Regions from separate parts of the Mus musculus genome. Here region 2 is linked to region 1. A link is a contact called in public capture Hi-C data. All regions are on one chromosome and are shown on one strand. Each heading gives the region's core, a stretch centred on a gene start, on an enhancer-like site or on the middle of the called end of the contact. The rest is flanking DNA. Distances are from core to core; before and after follow the strand shown.

Region 1 (5,775 bases), core at 1,591-4,090:
GGGTTAAAGGTGTGTGCTAGGGCTGAGCCACACCATAACAAGAGGACGTTTTTGCAGTTCACAATCTTGGGGTTCACAATGTGATCAAATATCCTACAACACTGAACCCTGGGAACCATGAACTTACACAAAACCTTGCCACTCTTAAATTGGTTTGCTTGGGTATTTGTTGCTACAGAAAGTTACCTGGCACTGTTATAGCATCTGTAAGCAAGGGGAGATTTCTTTCTCGGGTAACAGAAAAAACATTGCTTCTGCCTCTAAGGGAGACCCAAGGGAGTATGGGAGTGGGGAGTTGTGTGTGCATGGCTTTTCTACCCAAATGTCTACATCCAATTCTCAGGTTTCCACTTCTCCTGTGTGTGCTGGTACTTTGATGGAGGTGACTAAGAAACTGCCTTGGGGACTCTTTGACACTTGGCCCTCCTAGCAATAAACTGATTTTCAGGCAGCTTTTTTTTTTTTTTTTTGAAAAAAAAAAAAAAACAAAGCAAAGCAAAACAAAACAAAACATAACAAGTCTCCTTCAAAGTTTCTACAGAGACACTATGGTGTCCACAATGTGCCTTAAGATGGCAGCTGGCTGCTCTGACCCTTTTTTCTCAGGGCTTCCAATAAAGCTAAGAAAAACTAGTCTGCAGGCTAAGCACGGTATCATACAGTTTAATCCCAGCACTTTAGGGGGAAGATGCAGGGGGAATCGTTATGAATGCAAAGCCAGCCTGGTCTACAGAGCAAGACCCTGTCTCAAGCAGCGCCTGCCTCTGCTGGGATTAAAGGCGTGCGCCACTACGCCCGGCACCCAGTCTGTTTCTTAACTATTGTCAGCATTGGCCTCTTGCTCTTCCAGGGCCTCAGCACCTTGTCTTCGATGTGCATCTCTTCTCAGAGTCTTTAGGAATTGTGATGCTGCCAGCCTGCCCCTCCCCCCATGTCCCACCCATTGTATCACCAGCCATGGGGCTGCCGCTGCTTTCTGACTCGGGTGCACTGGTTCCAAAGGCTGGGTACTGGGGCTGAGGGGATGACTTGTGGGTCATAGCATGGGGACCCGAGTGCGAATCTCCAGCACCCACATAAAGGGCTAGGTATGGTTATGTGTGCCTGGAACCCCATCATTGGGTTAAGCCCCCCCAGGAGAGACTCTCAAGTGAGCATTTGCCCCTATCAGATTGCCCGTAGGCAAGTCCGTGGGGCATTTTCTTGATTGATGATTGATGTGGTGGGACCCAGCCCACTATGGGTTGTGTCACCCCTGGGCAGGTGGTACCGGGTGGTGTGAGAAGGCAAGCCAGTAAGCAGCATTCCTCCACAGTTGTGCCCTGACTTCCCTCAGTGATGAACTAGGACTGGGACGTGTAAGCCACGTCAACTCTTTCCCTGCCAAGTTGCTTTGGTCATGAAGAAGATGAGGAGCCCATAGCGAGCATTTGGGGTGGCCTTTTCTCAGGGTCTGTAGCTGGAGTAAGATCAGTGGGGGTGAGGTTAGCAGCAAATGAGCGAATGTGAGACAGAAGAGGTGTTGGGCATGCTTGCACGTCTGAGTTCATAAGCTGATGTTCATTCCGGACATTCAACAACAGTGCTCCACATGCACTCTGAGCCCAGTTACCCCCTTATATAATAAGGGCGCCCCCCTCGGGTTTGCAGCATTGTTCTGAGAGTTGGAGGTCCTGCATAGACAAAGCCCCTCCATATGAATTATATTAACTAATGTGTGTTATTACACCTGACAGCTTGCCAGTTAGGAAAACATTATCTGGAGAGACGGCTCAGTGGAGCACTGACTGCTCTTCCAGAGATCCAGAGTTCAATTCCCAGCAACCACATGGTGGCTCACAACCATCTGTAATGGGATCTAATGCCCTCTTCTGGGGTGTGTCTGAAGACAGTGGCATACTCACATACATAAAATAAATAAGCAACTCTTTTTTTAAAAAGAAAAAAAAACATTATCAATCATGACTGATATTCAGAGTATGTTAGAAGTCAAATTGGAAGTACCCTGCAGGTGAAGCTAAAGACACTGGTCTCCTTGTATGAGCTGTGAATCAAGTGTCTGCTGTTTACACTGCTCCCTCCCAGACAGCAAAAACTGTCTAGGGACCCTTTCAGTCCGTGATAGAATACTGTGAACAGTAATTGTATGCTACTGCCTTGGCTGGTACTGGCCACCCGGAGACTAGAACCATTCCGGATCTTTTTGTTCTCAGTGTTCACAGGCTGGCAAAGATAAGCAAACAGAATTCAGGCAAGCATTGCCAAAGCAGGGTGAAGCCCAGGGGATTAGCAGAGCAACAGGAGTCCCAGAGGAGACGATAGCATCCCCTATGGGCAGGGGGAGACAGTTTTCCAAGCCTGGAGGTCCAGGTAGGAAGCAAACCACAAGGTCGCTTGCCAGACTATGCCAATGTTGTTAAGTCCTGCTGTTTTCGAGGTGACTGTCAGACACCTAGGTGGTACAGCTGAGGGGCCAGCCCTCTGTGAACAGTGACAAAAGAACTTCTTTGATTCACAAGCCATCTGCTATGGTGCCTTCCTCGCTGGTTAAGTTTTCATGGCCAGAGAAACCAGGAACTGGTGACCTATTTTCTTTTTCTTTTTCATTTTTCTCTTTGCATAAGTAAAACGTATAAACAATGAGTAAAACACTCCCGAACTCCTGAGAATTCGCCCCACTTCGCCTGTCTCTTTAAGACCACCGAGAGGGCGGGACTCAGCACCGAGTTACTTGGCGCTCCGGTGTCTTCCGCGTTTTCCGAGTCTTCGCTGGGTGACCGCGTTTGCTTTAAGAGAGGAGGCGGTGCTCTGCCCGGAGGAGGCGGAGAAATCTAACACCCTCCCCCGGATCTCCGGCTTCCGGGATTGGACTGACCGGCTACCAGTGCAGAGCATCCCAGGCCCCAACCTTTCCTGGACAGTTGGACCTCTTCCTGAGAGGTGAGGGCGTCAGGGCTTCTGGGTCAGTTGGGGAATCTCCTACCCTCCCTGTCCTCTGTTGCTCAAGCATCCCCCACCACCACCCAAACCCTGTCTGTGCATCCCTAGATCCCTGACTGCAGGGTCGCTAACAGTTAAGAGCTACTAATTGCCTGGCTCTTCGCTAAGCTCCTTACACGCACTACCTTATAGAATGGTTTAGACACCTTCACGAACCCATTTTACAGATGGGGAGCCTCAAGGAGCGCACACACAGCAGAGAAACAACAGAATCGGGACTCAAACCCAGGTCTGTCTGGGACCTTAAGCCGGCTGCACTGGAATGCTTTCCCCACCACCTCTCCCAAACCCTAGGCTCCCCTTCCATTTTCTTCCATCTCCAGGCTGCATCTGGCCCCTAAACATTCACGCGGCAGCGAGTGTCCCCCGCAGCCAGTCTCTTTTTGTTGATAGGACACTCTTCTAACTCATGGTCTCCGAGCTCACCAGATAGTCTAGGATAACCTTAAACTTACTCAGTCTCCTGCCTCCGTCTCCTAGGTGCTGGGATCGCCGGCATGCACCAGATTTTGTAGGTCCTGAGTATTGAACCCAGGACTTTGTACTTGCTAGGCAAACATTCAAATGAGCTACCACACCAGCTTTCGGTTCCTCTGTAGGCTGTCCAGTGTCGCTCTGGATGGTTCTTCCCTGCACTGGGTGGATTCCGCTCACAGATGTCCTGATCACAGGCTGGGCTGGACATCCACTCACAGAGTCCTGAGTGCTTCTCGACTCTCCTGTGTTCAGTTCTCACCCGTCACATACTCTATTCCCAGGTGCAGTTCCCTTATTCTCCAGCTCACTCCTCTTCTTTAACTCCGAGAGGCTGCTCAGCTCTATACCAACTCTCTTCCTGAGCTATATTAATATAAATATCAAGTTGTATGACCTGTGATAGTTATATAAACTATCAGTCCCCGTTGAAAGAGTAGGCAAGTGTGTGTGTGGGGGGGAGGGATTGCTCAGCAGGTAAAGGTGGCTGTCCCCAAGCATGGTCCTAGTCCCATTCTGGGTCCCTAAGGTAGAAGGAAAGAACTGAATCCCATAGCCACAGAAGATAAAGAGATGGTAGTAATCATTTTTAGTTTCTGACCCACTATGTGGGGCAGGCCACCCTTAAACTCACAGAGATGTGCCTCCACAGTGTTGAGGTTAAAGGCATGCACTACCACTACAGCTGGCTCTCAAAATTCTTTTACTATGAATTCTTTTTGCAGAGTGTTCCATTTTCCTAAGCTTACATATTTCTTTGTTTTAGACCCCGGAACGTTTTCTACCTTACCCTTGGGAGAAGAGCCTCTGGCTGAATGGCAGCTGTGGATGACTTACAGTTTGAAGGTACGGCAGGCGGGCCTCCCCCTTTATCTTGTGATCACATTTTCCTCTGCCACAGCTACAAATTTTATTACTGCCACATGCCATACTGTAAAGGATTTTATTTCAATCATCTTGGTAAGAGGCTGTTGGGCACGCCCAGGTTTTTCTAGTTTGCTTATTTTTCTCACGGAACTCTTCTGATGGGCAGCAGGCAGCAAAAACTAGGAGTTAGCAGTTGCCTCATCTTTTCTGAGCACTCGCTGTGCAGGCACCGTTGTAAACACTTTACAGGGGACGACTCATGTAATCCTTCTCATATCGGGCTTTTTAAAGTAATCATTCTGCTTGTCTTTTCAGTAAGGAAACCGAGGCACTAAGGAAATCAAGCTATCTGCCTAAGAGTCACACAGTTACTAAACCAGTCAGCCAGGACTGGAATCCGGGCAGTGTGACGTCACAGACTCCCCACTGTCTGATGGAGATTTGATATTAAAGTAGAAGTAACTTCTTGTGCAAATACTGTCACACCACAATTCTCCATCTTGTTTCAGACCACCCATAACAGCATTTGTGCTGGGGAAGCTCTCTAGCCGAGACTCCCAGTTCCCATTCCCTTCAGGTGGCTCCCAACTGCCTATAAATCCAGTTCAGGAGATCTGATGCTGCTCTGGTCTCCACGGGCTCTGCACATAGGTGGCCATATACTCCCCCACCCCCACACATACACATAAGCCTGTTCCTCACCTCCTCCCACCGTCCCATAAGGTACAAGGTCATCTTCCGCCACTGTCACCTAAATTAACACCCCACCTTCCGATGTCACTTGCTTCGCAACTCACTGGGAGTGAAGGCCTGGATAACCAGGGCCCACTGCCTCTGCTGGTCTCTGTCCTTTTGTAGCTCATGGCCTTTCCCACGTTTGCCTGACACACTGGGCTTGCAGCCTCACAGAGAGCCAGCTTGGGACGTTTGCTCTGTTTTTCAATTCCAAGTTGTCTTTCTTCAGCTCTTGCTTGCACAGTGCAAGGGGGTGCAAGTATTGTGGACAGCATTTGCAGAGCCCCCTGGGCGGCGGGAGGAAGATTGTTTAATTTTTTTCCTCTTTAAGAAACAAAAAGTTGGTCCATGTTCCAGATCATAGCAGAGGTTGTCGGCCCAAGGCGGCTTGAAAGGAGGCAGGCCGTGATGAACGTGAGGCTATACAATGGTTAAGGACTTCGGCTTCAGGGAAGAGCATGTGGTCCTTGGGGTGGCCTGGAAGGCTGTCCTGAGGAAGATGGTAGACGAGAAGGTGGAGTTCAGGTGGCTTCTGGCAGAAGTCATGTGCTAGGAAAAGATGGACGTAAAAGACGGCTTCAGAGAGGCCAGGACGCAGAGACAGAGAACGTTACTGTCAGAAGAGATACACTTCTGATGGTGCCTTCCGTGTCTTCCGGCGTGCACACGCTTCCTGCTCTGCCCCTGGGTCCTTCTCAG
Region 2 (6,246 bases), core at 2,725-5,224, 370 kb after region 1:
GCCGACGGGAACAGCCACATCTTTCAGGCTGGCATGGAAGTCAAGAGCTAGGTTTGCTGTACCTCGGGGACACACTTGAGATAGCAGAGCATGCCTGGGCTTGAGGCAGGGCATCTCTGACTCCATACCAATCAGCCAAGTGTGCTGCATCCCAGGCCTCATTCACAGTCCTGTGGCATTGGGGCTCGGCAGCAGGAAGGCGTCTCTGGCAGCTGCATTGCACGGGTTAAGACTACAGTCGCCCCTGGGCTCCAAGTCTGAAGAGCAGACACCACACCCCGGGCCCATTCCCCCTTATGACAACCAGCTCTCTGGGACTGAGGGCCAGGGAAAGTGATAAGAGCGGCTGGGGTAAGAACAGGCTTAGACAGGAGTCAGGCTCCAACTTACCAAGCCGCTTCTATGGTAGGGGCTGCAGGAGACATGCCGGAAGCCTCTTTGTTGAGGGACCCCCAGAGCAGAGGATGAATCCTGGCCTTCCGAAAGTGGAAAGGACTGGTAGGGTGAAACAGGGACGCAGGCAGGGCACTGCTTGAACGGCTCTCTCTCAGGATTCCCAGCTCCTACCACATGATCAGACTTGAATCTCAGAGGATGCCCTAAGAAGATAAACAGAGAGGGGAAGTGTTAAGAACACAAACCTGAGGGGTGAATGCATTGCTGTCTCCCGGGCAACAGAGAGATTGACACAACCGACTAAAGCAGTCTCTAGTCAGACATCCCACTGGGCTTCTTTATACTCTTATACATACACAGATAATGTATTCTGGTCACATCCACAACACGAGCCCTCTCATCCCCTCTCCTTGTCACTGATCCTTTCTGCCATTTGTCCTCTTTCTGCCTTAACATCTCTTTGGGTATGTATGTGAACCAGTAAGATTAGCTAAGGCTACTTTCAGGAACATGGGTGGCCACACCACTGAATAATTAATAACTACTAATTGCCTACAGATCCTCATGACCCTAACCCCGTGCAGGCAGTAGGCTGCCAGTGAGCTAGTGAGTAGAATGGACAAGCTATGCTTGCCACACTCCACCCCTTCTCCTGGCTCTTGTATTCTTTCCCTCTCCCCTTCATGCTGTCCCCTGGGACCTGGTGGAGGTGATGATGGAGATTCCATTTGGGCTGAGCATTTAACACTCACTCTACGACCCTTTAACCACTTCAGAGTCTAACAGTAACGGCCATGCAACACTAGCAGCAACACTCTAGCACACCGGTGAGATTCCCAGTCCCCCCCTTGGTTCAGCGCTGTGTTGGGCAGAGACAATGGGAGCCCTTGGCTTTGGCTGCAGTCAAGCTGTTCCCCGGGGTTGGTGCATCAGGAGGGGACAGGACAGGACGTCTAAGCCACCGTGTGGTGGTTCTCACCCACCACTGGACTCTGCTTCAGTTTCTGTTCCTGGCAGTGCTGGTGTGAACAGCACAGCCCAGGCACTTCCTCTGCAGTCACAGACACCATCTCTCCTCTTCATTTTTAACCCCACTGTCCCTGAACACTCAGCCATGCTGTTTTGCCCACATGCAGGGCCCACCTCTCCTACTTAGTAAACTCTCTGGAAACGCCTCCCAAGATGCATCCAGACAAATTCCTGCTTTCCTCATCCAGGTTTCTCACCAATCCATCTGACAATCGAGAGTAGCACCATCAGAGCCAGCAAGATGGCTAAAGGCACCTGCCACCAAGCCTGACAGCCACTGCTCCATCCCAGGGACCCATGAGGTAGAAGGAAAGAACCGGTTTCCCAAAGTTGCCCTCTGACCTCTCCTCCACACATGCTGGGATTAGCCACAAGTGGCCTCTTCTCCCCCCCTCTTTATAACACATTTTAAAGTTCCTGTTTGTTGAGAGATGAACACACATATGCCCTCATAGGACTGCTGGTTTATTTAAGTCTGCCTTCCTCATCAGACAGATAGTTCCTTGGGGAGAAAGATTTCTTACAAAATCTCAGAAACATTAAGAATGATTAGCATTGGAGCGGAGTGTGGTGGCGCATGCCTTTAATCCCAGCACTTGGGAGGCAGAGGCAGGTGGATTTCTGAGTTCGAGGTCAGCCTGGTCTACAAAGTGAGTTCCAGGACAGCCAGGGCTATACAGAGACCTGTCCAAAAAAAAAAAAAAAAAAAGAAAGAAAGAAAGAAAGAAAAAGAAAAAGAAAAAGAAAAAGAAAAGAAAGAAAAAAAAGAGAAAAGAATGGTTAGCATTAATTTCTGAAAGTCTGCTCTTCAAGGAAGGAACTTGTCCAAGGCTACACATGGGCATCCCCTCGACTCAGACTCTTTCTACATAGCCCTAAGGAAAGTAACCCCCTCTACCCCCCCCAAAAACCCAAGTCTTCATCCCAAAGAGCCGCATTCCAAGAGCCTCAAATTTTACATTACTTGAAAACATACTTCAGGGGCTAGAGAGGTGGCTCAGCGGTTAAGAGGTTAAGAGCACCGGCTGCTCTTCCAGAGGTCCCAGGCTCAATTCCTAGCACCCATGTGGCAGCTCACACCTGCCTGTAATTCTAGTTCCAGAGGATAAGACACCCTCACACAGACATGCATGCCGGCAAAACACCAATGCATTATAATAAATAAATTATAAGATATAAATATAATTTTAAAAAAACTCAAGAAATCTACTTCAACCAGGAAAGCAACCTACAGCATAAAGAAACAATGTAATTAATGCACAAAGCGAGGGGGAAAAAAAATCTTAGTGAACCAGCCCATCCCCCTGGCCAACTAGCAGAAAGTTTTATTCCCCACCACATCAGGTGAAATGGAACAAGTGAGTGTGAGTACAGGTGCGTTAGGCTAGACACTGCAGTTAGGATAAATTAGCCTCGGCTCAGTGAAAGGAGGGTGCGCAGGCGCAGTTTAAGGTGAACAGCCACTCAGAAAAAGACTCTCCAGCAGGAGAAAAATGGCAGGCGGGGAGGGGGAGGGGTTGCCACGCAGGCACAAGAGATCTAGACCTGGGAGGGGGGAAGGGATGCCGTGCAAACGCGCTAGAGGGGCCACGGAAAGGCGCCACTGCCAAAGCTGCCCAGCTGCCATCTTTTTTTTCCTCTTGCAAAAGTACAGAGGCAGAAAACTGCATCTCAACAAAGCCCCCCTGCACTGCACATTCTTCCCTACCAGCTTTTTCCCATTGCTATCATCAGAAGCCACCCACCCAAATCCTTGTCTGGGAACAGGTTCTCAAGCGGGGTTACCTGGGGAAGGCGCCTTTCCCACCCCGGCACCAGTCTGGGACTCCAGCTTAGAGCCGGAGGCTGCTGGCCTGGTACAGGCCGGAGGAACCGTCGGCTGCACGAGGCTGGGCTTACCGTAGTCGGCGAACGGCAGTCGGGGCACGGGCCGCACTGGCCCTGGCACTGGCACGGGCCGCACTGGCAGGTGCTGATCCGGGTAGCAAAGCTCCGGCCTGGGCGCCTGTGGCATGAGCTGGGGCAGCCACGCGGAGGAACGGTCGCGCAGTCCCCCGGGGGCCCCTGGTCCAGGCTGGAAGGTGCTGGGGCCCGGGCGGCCACTTGGGCCCAGCTGGAAGGTGCTCGGGCCTGGGCTCGGGGCCTGCGGGGGCCTCTCGAGGAAGCAAGTGGCCGTGGGGCCTGGCCCAACGCCTCCCGGAACCGCCCTAGGCAGTGGGCAAATGCTGGAGCTCAAGGCGGTGGCCGCCGCTGCTGGAGCCCTAGGAGGCAGCTGGGGACCCTGCGTGCCCACGGTCGCCACCTGCTCCTCGGCAGCTTGGGTTCTGAGAACCTTCTGGGCAGCCATGATCTTCTGGCGCTCGGTGATCAGGTAGCACTTGTCACAGATGCACTGCTTCCAGCGGCATTTGCCCGTATGGCCCTTGACTGGTACCAGATAGCCATGGTTCCGGCACCTAGAGCACTTGGGGGCGCGAAGCATCTTGTCGTCTAGCTGGGCAAGCTCTGCTTCCAAACGCAGCCACCACTTCCCGAAGCTGCAGAGCAAGTGAAGCAGGAATGAGCGGTGCCCCCATAAGTCCCTGGTGCTGGGGACATTGGATACACTTGTAACAAAACAGCTCGCTGAATGTCCGGAGAACTGCAATAGGACTCTTGCATTTTTTCCACTTTCTGTGTGTGTGTGTGTGCTAAATTTACCGTGTTTCTGTGTGTTGGGCAATGGTGTACGGTGTAAATTAAAAATGAAATACTTATTACATGTATGTCATACGAGTTATTTGAAGTTTTCGGCACTTGAATTTTCAAACTTCCTGTTCCCGCCAAATTGTAACTGGAAAATAGATTTTTTTTTTTTTTTTTTTTTTTGAAAAAAGGCGGACTTCTACTCAACGGTCGAGGGTTTTAAAACTCCCAATGAACAGAGCTGTTAGTAAACCCGTACTATTGGAAAGTTCCAGAGAACACTGTGTTTTTCCTCCCCGAAGCAGCTGCTTCTGCTTCATCTCGCTCCTCTGTAGAGAAAAAGAGCAGTTCTGCTTCCAGAATATTCTTCAGCGCTTAGTGCAGTGTTGGTTACTTACAGGCATTGCAGAAACCATGAGTTTTTGAGTCCTGTTTGTGTAAGCACTAGGGTCTGAAAAATGCATGCTTAATAATGTTCTAAAGTGCCGGGCGTTGGTGGCGCATGCCTTTAATCCCAGCACTTGGGAGGCAGTGGCAGGCGGATTTCTGAGTTCGAGGCCAGCCTGGTCTACAGAGTGAGTTCCAGGACAGCCAGGGCTACACAGAGAAACCCTGTCTCGAAAAACAAAAAACAAAAAGCAAAAACAAAAATAATGTTCTAAAGCAAAACATGATAGTTCGGAACTAATTTGAATTACTGGCTTTTGGGTTTGTTTGTGTGTGTGTGTGTTTGTGTGTGTGTGTGTGTTTCTTGTTTCATATGGTCTTTTAATTGTCTTTATGAAGCCAAACACAACTACTTAAAAAAAAATTCCCTAGCCACTGGAAATACATTGATGAAGCATGCATACTTCTCTCAGGAGAGGGGCCATATAAGTAAACATTTGCAAGAGCCTTCCTCAGACATCTGCTCACCCAGTATAGGGCACACAGCACGGTGTGTTCAGACCTAACTTAGGGGGGCTTGCCCCTCCAGGATGGCCTTTATTCCCAGAATCTACCAATATCACAAGGAGCCACAATTTGCTTGTTTTGTGACAAAGCATGTGTTCCAGTCGGTTCACTCTGAGAGAAGGGGAGCTCCCAGCTTTGGAGAGTAATTCCACCCAAAAGAAAAAAAAATCACATACATGCACACACACACACACACACAAGCAAGCACAATCTCCATGAAAAAAAATCTAATAGCCTACATACAACCTGTCATTTAAATATATATACATATATGTGTGTATACACACACATACACACGCGCGCGCGCACACACACACACACACACACACACACACACGCTATCTGCCTCCTGAGTGCTGGGTTAAGGGCATGCACCACTACGCCAGGCTGTGGTTCTTTTTTTTTCCTTTTCAAAAGAAATATCTATGGTGTCTTTCAAAAGGTTTTCAAAAGGTAAAGACAGGCAGTGCTTTAAATAGTAAGCAGGCCATCTCAGAGGGTCAGAAGCAGCGCGACTATGTTCAGCGCGACTATGACTAAGATCAGAACTAAAAGACTACAAAAGTGGAACTATATCCCTACACCGTGCAGATTCCCTGGAGCTCCCTAAAGCCAGAAAGAAGTCTTACCCCACTGCATTAACTGTAGGATCTGTCCCAGCTGAGTCCCCGCGGTGGCCATCCTGACTCGGGCTGCTGTAGTTTTGAACCTCAGCAGAAATCGCTGTGGGACTCGGACACCATCTGCCCACTTCCCTCTGGAGAATGCACTGCAGTGACTCTATGGGGGGGGGGGGGGGGTAAAGCCCGGGTTTCCAGCAGACCGCCTTCGGCCCTGGGGTCAGACAACTTGGCTGGCGCTGGCTGGCAACTTCGACTGCCGGTCTGTACACTTCCAGTTCCCGCCATTACGGCGCCCTTGGCATCACCCATTTTCTGGAAGGTACAAAGCCCGCAGCGGCAAGATCACGGTCTTTTACGACCACCACTTCAAAGATTGGTCCGTACTTTGAGAAGAGCTAGCCTAGAGACTCACTGGTCTTAGTGGCTCACTGGTGTAGAAACTCGGCGAGCCTCAGAAAAGAGTGATTCTAGCTCACGTGGAAGCCGTGGCTGAGCCAGCGAATCTTTCATCCCTGACTCGGGGTTGGGGAAGACCTGGCACTGAGTCGCCTGAGCCTCC

What was found. Capture Hi-C pulls out chosen DNA fragments and counts their contacts.
Region 2: a contact with region 1 is called in a capture Hi-C map of embryonic stem cells, with 3 times the contacts expected there. The contact joins the promoter of Dmrtb1 here to the promoter of Yipf1 in region 1. A contact is called at or near these places in 6 of 39 promoter capture datasets (cranial neural crest, embryonic stem cells, frontonasal cranial neural crest and 3 more), 4 of 115 datasets of contacts at active chromatin or transcription factors (astrocytes, embryonic stem cells and stem cell-derived neural progenitor cells) and 1 of 9 other capture datasets (embryonic stem cells).

What each region holds. Positions count from the first base shown.
Region 1 is chr4:107,311,523-107,317,297 of GRCm38.p6, forward strand. Yipf1 (Yip1 domain family, member 1) reads left to right here and starts at 2,841. Exons shown (of 10, transcript NM_145550.3): 1 at 2,841-2,940; 2 at 4,241-4,320. The coding sequence starts at 4,290.
Region 2 is chr4:107,680,256-107,686,501 of GRCm38.p6, forward strand. It overlaps Dmrtb1 (DMRT-like family B with proline-rich C-terminal, 1), which reads right to left and starts at 3,975. Exons shown (of 4, transcript NM_019872.2): 1 at 3,325-3,975; 2 at 391-599. The coding sequence starts at 3,907.